2 separate regions of the Mus musculus genome follow, and region 2 is linked to region 1. A link is a contact called in public HiChIP or PLAC-seq data. All regions are on one chromosome and are shown on one strand. Each heading gives the region's core, a stretch centred on a gene start, on an enhancer-like site or on the middle of the called end of the contact. The rest is flanking DNA. Distances are from core to core; before and after follow the strand shown. Region 1 holds the start of Ppp2r5d (protein phosphatase 2, regulatory subunit B', delta). Region 2 has its middle 18 kb from the start of Gm41590.

Region 1 (2,906 bases), core at 72-2,571:
AGCAGCTAATGTGGGTGCTGGGAACTGAATTCAGGTCTTTTGGAAGAGCACCATCTTCCCAGCCCCCATCTTTCCCAATATTGGGGCTACTGCTCTTTGTGTAAGGATGATTGACTATTGTTTGGTTATCATGCTCCTGGGGGAATCCAAGACCTCTTTCCTGGGGAACAAACGGCCACAGGCTTATTTGTAACTTTTTAGTTCTGAGAGTTGTTTCTTTGTTGTTGTTGTTTGTGGTGGCGGGTAGGTTTTTTTTTTTTTTTTTTTTTGTCTTTTTTTTTTCTTTCTTTTAAGAGGTTCTTATTGTAGTCCAAACTGGTCTGCAACTGGCTATAGTTAAGGCTGGTCTGTAACGCCTGATCATCCTGCCTCTATCTTCCAAGAGGTGGGGTTACAGGGGCAAACCCATCACACCCAGCTCGCAGATTTATTTTTGATGGACCTCCTCCAGTTCTTTAATGTAATCTATTGGCTACTAGGATAACTAAAATATATTCCTCCATGTCATTCTGAGGTTTGTGTAATTTATGTGATTGTATTTTAATCGTCTCTTAATACGAGTCTGTGAACCTCATTAGAGTGGGAACTACCTGAGGGCAAGAACCCAGTCTTACCCACTTGAACACTAGCTTGGGTGCGGCGGCGGCTCAGGGCTCAGGTAGGGAACGATGAGGCTGCTTTTTCACTTCATTCTCAGTGGCTCCAAACGCAGCTGTTTTACCGATTCCAGCACCCTTCCAGCAGCTACAGGGACCCACGTCTTGAAGCTGCAGCAAACCAGGGTTTCTTATTTTATTTCAGCCCGGTTCCACCGCTGATAGGCTTTCCCCTCTGCTCCTCTGCAACTGTGATCTAGGACAGACTTGATGAATGCCCGGGAGTACCCTTGGGAGTCTTCTCTATCATTTCACGTGTGCAATTTGAGCTACTTTAAATTCCTGTGAAGAAAGGTGCCCTTTTCGTGTTAGGGCCTTTTTCCTCCAGTCCGTACGAAGCAGGGCAGGTAGAAGAGCAGGGGAGAACATGAGAGCCACTTCTGGAGGGAAGGAGCAGAGCTCAAAGGACTGAAGAATAGCAGAGGACGACGCACAAGGCGACGCCGGAGAACAGATCTGCTAGCCAAGCTCGGGTTTCCCCATGGCTCCGCCTCCTCCACGAAGCCCGACCCTTTTCAGGGCGGGACCTTCCACTCCAGCCAATTCTGGGAGCCGAACCCTGGCGGTTTGTACTCTTTCTTTCCAATGAGAAAAAAGGGAAGCTGCTTGGCTCCAATGACCAATCCGAGGAGGCGGCTCCTGGTTCTCAGGCAGGTTTGTAAGAGTTCGGGCCAATTGGAAGCGCAGCCACGGCTCGGCCCGGGCGCAGCGCGCAGGCGGTGGCGAAGAGACGCCGAGCGGGCCGAGTGTGGCCGAGCAGAGCCGGAGCGGGGCCGCAGGAGCCGGGCCGGGTGTGGACCGGCCGAGATGTCCTATAAACTGAAGAAGGATAAGGTGAGCGTGGCCTTTCCCCTTGCGCCTCCGCCGCCGGGCCTGCGCGCAGCTCTGGGAGGGGCCCGAGGCAGGCCCGGGACAGCCTCAGACTGACCCTCTGGTCCGGCCCCCCGCAGCACTCCCGCGGCCAGCCCCAGGGCCGCGCGACTGCCAGCACCCCCAGTCCGTGCAGCAGCTGGGACAGCTCTCCGTCTTTGCCCGGACAGATTTCCCCCCACCTATCCCTCTTCCCTTCCTCTTTGCTCCTATCCCCGGCCCCCTCCAGATCTGCTCCACTCCCGGCTCACTCCCTTGCTTTTTCTCCCCGCCTTTATCTGTCCCCGATCCCCCACGGTTTGGGACAGTGCTCATTTAAGACCGCATTTCCCTCCAGTACTTCCCCCACCCCCGCCCTGAGCAGCCCCTTCCCTCTTCTCCTCACCAGCTTAAAAGACGGCCTCTCCACAGTTCTGTACAGTCCCTCCTTCCCCCCCCCCGCCCCCCCACGACAAGCCCCTGACCTAGAACCGCTCTGCTTTCTCTCTCCTCCGCCCAAATCTGGCCTAGGCCCCTCCCTCGAGTCTTCCTTTACACACAAACTTGTAAGCCAGGACCGAGCCCTTCTTCTGTTGATGGAACCCCAGAACGTCTGTGCTGGAAGGGAGCTTTGGAGCACATGCAGACTAGCATGCTAGTGGTACAGATGAGGAGACTGAGGCCGGGTCAGGGGAAGGGACTTGTCCAAGGTCACACATCCTGCTGGAGGCCCAGCTGCAATATCAGGTCTCCCAACTTGGAGGGCTCTTCTGTGCAAGTGCCTAACTGGCATCAGCTGGCTTCCATGTTCACCCTAGACGGGACTCGGTTTCTAATCTGTTAGAGGCTCCTCCCTGTATTCCTTAGGATAACCTTTGCATTTCCTTTTTTTGCACCAGGACAGGATTTCTCCCTTTCTTCTGGCCTGTTCTGTTTAGTTTTCTTCTCATTCTGCCGTCCAGTACACTCGGTTTCTTTATTATTTGCAGTGGCAGAGATCAGACCCAGGGTCTTGCACATGCTAAGCATGTGCAGTACCATTGGGCTACACTCCCAACCCCACAGGCCATTTCTTGATGTTACCGTCTTTTGCCATCTTTTGCCTCCAAACCACCCTGACCTGTCCCTGCCTTTCCCTTTGTTTGCTGCTCTTGCTTGATCTGTGGTTCTTCTGAGAAGCAGACTCAGCTGGGGAGGCTGGAACTGGTCTTCAGACTCCCCAGCTTTTGGGCTGGCCCCTTGTGTTGGGCTGGCTCTGGCCTGGTCTCGTGGTCCACTCTCCTGATGACCCCAGAGGTGGATTGCATTCATTTTTCCCCTGATGGATGCTGGGCTACCATCTCTAACCATATCAGTCAAACTCTTTATCCCGGGGCTGTTGTGTGTTTGCCAGGAGGCTCT
Region 2 (3,294 bases), core at 63-2,562, 820 kb before region 1:
TGGCTCCTTATTTTCTGCACTTGGGAAATGTGTAATTTTACGGTTAAAAAAGAAATAAGCAAAAAATAAAACTAAATAAAAATGACACCCAAGCCGGACAGTGGTAGCCCATGCCTTCAATCCCAGCACTTGGGAGGCAGAAGCAGGGGGATCTCTGTGAGTTCTAGGCCAGTCTGCTCTACATTGCAAGTTCCAGGCCAACAAAAGCTACATAGTCAGGTACTATCTCAAACAACTAAACAAGCTTTAAAGAAATAATAACTAAAAAACAAAAACAAAAGCTAAAACAAAAAACCAAGCAGGAAAAGGAAAGCAAGATACAATAAAATAGGGATGCGGAGATGGCTCTTAGGTGATAGCAGCTTATTGTTCATGGGGAGAACCTGAGCTCAGCTCTTAGCAGCAATACCATTCGGCTCATAACCACCTGTCACTACAGTTCCAGGGGATCCGATGCTCTCTTCTGGCCTCTGATGACACCCATACACATAGGCGTGTGTGAGCATGCGAACACGCGCGTGCACACACACACACACACACACACACACACACGTGCAAAATGATAATGATGGCTGGAGAGATGGTTCAGTGGTTAAGAACACTTGCTGCTCTTGCCGGGGACCCTGTTCAGTCCCCAGCACGCACATAGTGGCTCAGAAGCAAACTCCAGGTGCAAGGGATCTGACACCCTCTCTTAACCTCTAGGGGCACCAGGCAGGCACATACAGGCAAAATGCTCATACACATAAAATAAATCGTAAAATGTTATTTATTATTATTGTGTGTGTGTATGTGTGTAGTGTAGGTGTGTGAGTACAGGAACGTGTATCCTGTTCATGTGTTTGAATGTGCACGTATCTGTGCAGGAGTGTGTGCAAGTGTGTGCATGCACATGCATGCTGATCATGCATGCATGGGTGTGTTTTGGGGAGAGGTTCTGTCCTTGCTAAGGATTAACTGAACACCATCAAATTTGTGTAGCAAGTGATTTGGGTTGTTTTTTTTGTTTTGTTTTGTTTTGTTTTTTTTTTGTTGTTGTTGTTTTTAACCTGACCTCCTATCTCATCCATTCCTAGCTGTCAGCATGTGCCTTACAGAAAAAAATAAATTAGCTTTTTTCTGGAGATTATACAACTACTGGCCATGAGTTCATTACTAACGAGTCCACAATACATTTTAAACAAGCAAAAACACACAAAGAACAAGGGTATGCATTGATCACTTGATAAAGATGCTCTGAGCAGAGGCTCACAGGAACCCAGCCCTGTGTGCTCCCCAGGAGCGAGATTCAGCAGTCAACAGTGCAGTGTTCACGTGACCGTGCGCAGGCCATGAGCACTACAAGCCCTGAGGGAGGGCTGACCGTCCTGAGACACTGGAACAAAAGCCAGCACAATGCCCTGTGCCTCTATTCCAGGGCCATTCTAACTGTAAGGATTGGTCATGTGAGTCTGTGGATTTTATCGATTGATTTGGCCTGAATCTGAGGATCTTATTGATTGATTCATCCTGGATCCCCGGGTTTATAAACCAGCACTGAGCCTAAACCTTTTGTCCACATCATCATAATGGCAAACATGTGTTCTGTAACAATAACCTAATACTTATGTAACAGTTGCTATGGGCCAGGCCCAGCCCTGTTCAGCCTCCTCAAAGTGCATGTAATTCTCCTGATGGCTCTGTAGCTAAGTACTGTTGTGACAGTTCCCATTTTACAGATCAGGGCACTGAGGCAAAGGAACACAGAAAGAATTCACTGTGAGTCACCATGGCGGTGTGTGCCTTTAATACCAGCACTCAGGAGGCAAAGGCAAGTGGATCTGAAAAATGGAGGCCAGCCTGGTCTACATAATGAGTTCAGGGGGTGGGGGAAAGTAATTTATGGGGAGAAGGGAAATCAGCTCATTGGGTAAAGTGGGGAACTGAGTTCCAATTCCCAGCACCAAGGTGAAAGAAGCTAGGTGCAGCAGTGCTTCAACCCCAGCACGAGGCAGGGCTGGGAACAGGCTGATGCCAAGGGGCTTGCTGCTTAGCCAGCTTAGCCAAAATGGTAAGCTCCATGATCATTGAGAGATCCTTACAATCAATCAATTAATCAATCAATCGATAAGATGGAGAATGGCAGAGATCGACCCCAACACCAGTCTCTGGCCTCCACACACGCACACTGTTGTGCACACACACACATACACAACACGCACGGAGAATGCACTTGGGGCCCAGAGAAAAAGCTCAACACAGAGCACCTGCCTAGCACTCTCCCAGCTAAGCTGCACCTCCACCCACGAAGAAGAACCTTTTTAAACAACATAAGCAGGCCTGGCATACACCTTTAACCCCAGCATGTGGGAGGCATAGGAGCACAGGGACAAAGGTGCAGAGGCAGGGGCATCACTGTGAGTGCCAGGCCAGTCTGGTCTACATAACAAGCTCTTAAGCTAGCTATAGCTAGCTATATGGTGAGATTCTGTCACAAAAAAAAAAAAAAAAAAAAAAAAAAAGGGTGGGGGGAGCAGCAGGAAGGAAGGAAGAAAAAGAAAAGAAACCCGGCAGCAGAATGCCTCTCTTGGGCCACAGGACTTGTGAGCGACAGAGGAGAGAGCTTTGAGGGCTCTTCTCAGCCATGTCAGAGGTGCTCAGCAGCAGAGAGCAGCTCTGAAGTCTACACAAGAGGCAGGCAGAGTTGAAGGAGGCCTCACTAGGGGGAATAAAGGGAGGGTTGTGTGAGACGGGCCAAGGCACGCAGGCAGACAGGCCGAGGGTCTGGAATGCACTGAGAGAGGAAACAGGGAGCAGGGACGCTTTCTGAGGAGGTGAAGTCATGGGGCCTCTCTTCCAGCCAAGCCAAGAGGGGCCCAGGAAGCTGAAGGGAGGCCCAGGGGCCCCACAGAAGGGTTTCCACAAGGGGTTCCACTTCGTACTGGAAAACAGGGGTGAAGCTGATGACCTGGGCTCATAGGTGGTGGGAATGAGGACTCCAACTCAACCAAAAACAAACAACAAAAAAAGGGACAGCTAGGGGGCTGTTGTCCCCAGCCCATGTGAGGTCGCTCACCTCAGCCTGAGCAACCAGGTCACGTGCTTGGTGTGAGAAAGAAGCAAACCCACAACCTCAATGTCCACTCCAACCAGAACCGCAGCCCACGCTGTTTTGTGCCCCAAAGATGGCGGGCATCCAGTTCCCAGCGGTGGGTCTTTCTCAGTCTTTCCTGGCCTCCCTTATAGCTGGTCTGGTCTGGTCCGTCCTCTCATGGGTAGCACAGGGACCAGGAAAAGCTGAGGGCTCATAAATTC

What was found. HiChIP or PLAC-seq counts read pairs in DNA pulled down with a chosen protein or histone mark.
Region 2: a contact with region 1 is called in an H3K27ac HiChIP or PLAC-seq map of cardiomyocytes, with 5 times the contacts expected there. The contact joins the enhancer-like site here to the promoter of Ppp2r5d in region 1. A contact is called at or near these places in 1 of 39 promoter capture datasets (cranial neural crest) and 1 of 115 datasets of contacts at active chromatin or transcription factors (cardiomyocytes).

Annotation. Positions count from the first base shown.
Region 1 is chr17:46,703,417-46,706,322 of GRCm38.p6, reverse strand. It overlaps Ppp2r5d (protein phosphatase 2, regulatory subunit B', delta), which reads left to right and starts at 1,321. Exons shown (of 15, transcript NM_009358.3): 1 at 1,321-1,490. The coding sequence starts at 1,464. It overlaps Gm52314 (a long non-coding RNA gene), which reads right to left and starts at 698. Exons shown (of 2, transcript XR_003952400.1): 1 at 615-698.
Region 2 is chr17:47,527,164-47,530,457 of GRCm38.p6, reverse strand. It overlaps a transcript of Ccnd3 not described here. Among named protein-coding and RNA genes, the nearest start is that of Gm41590, 18 kb to the left of the region's middle. Within about 2 kb of position 1,312, at least 28 of the 459 cell types and tissues checked have an H3K27ac peak or open chromatin away from gene starts, as enhancers often do.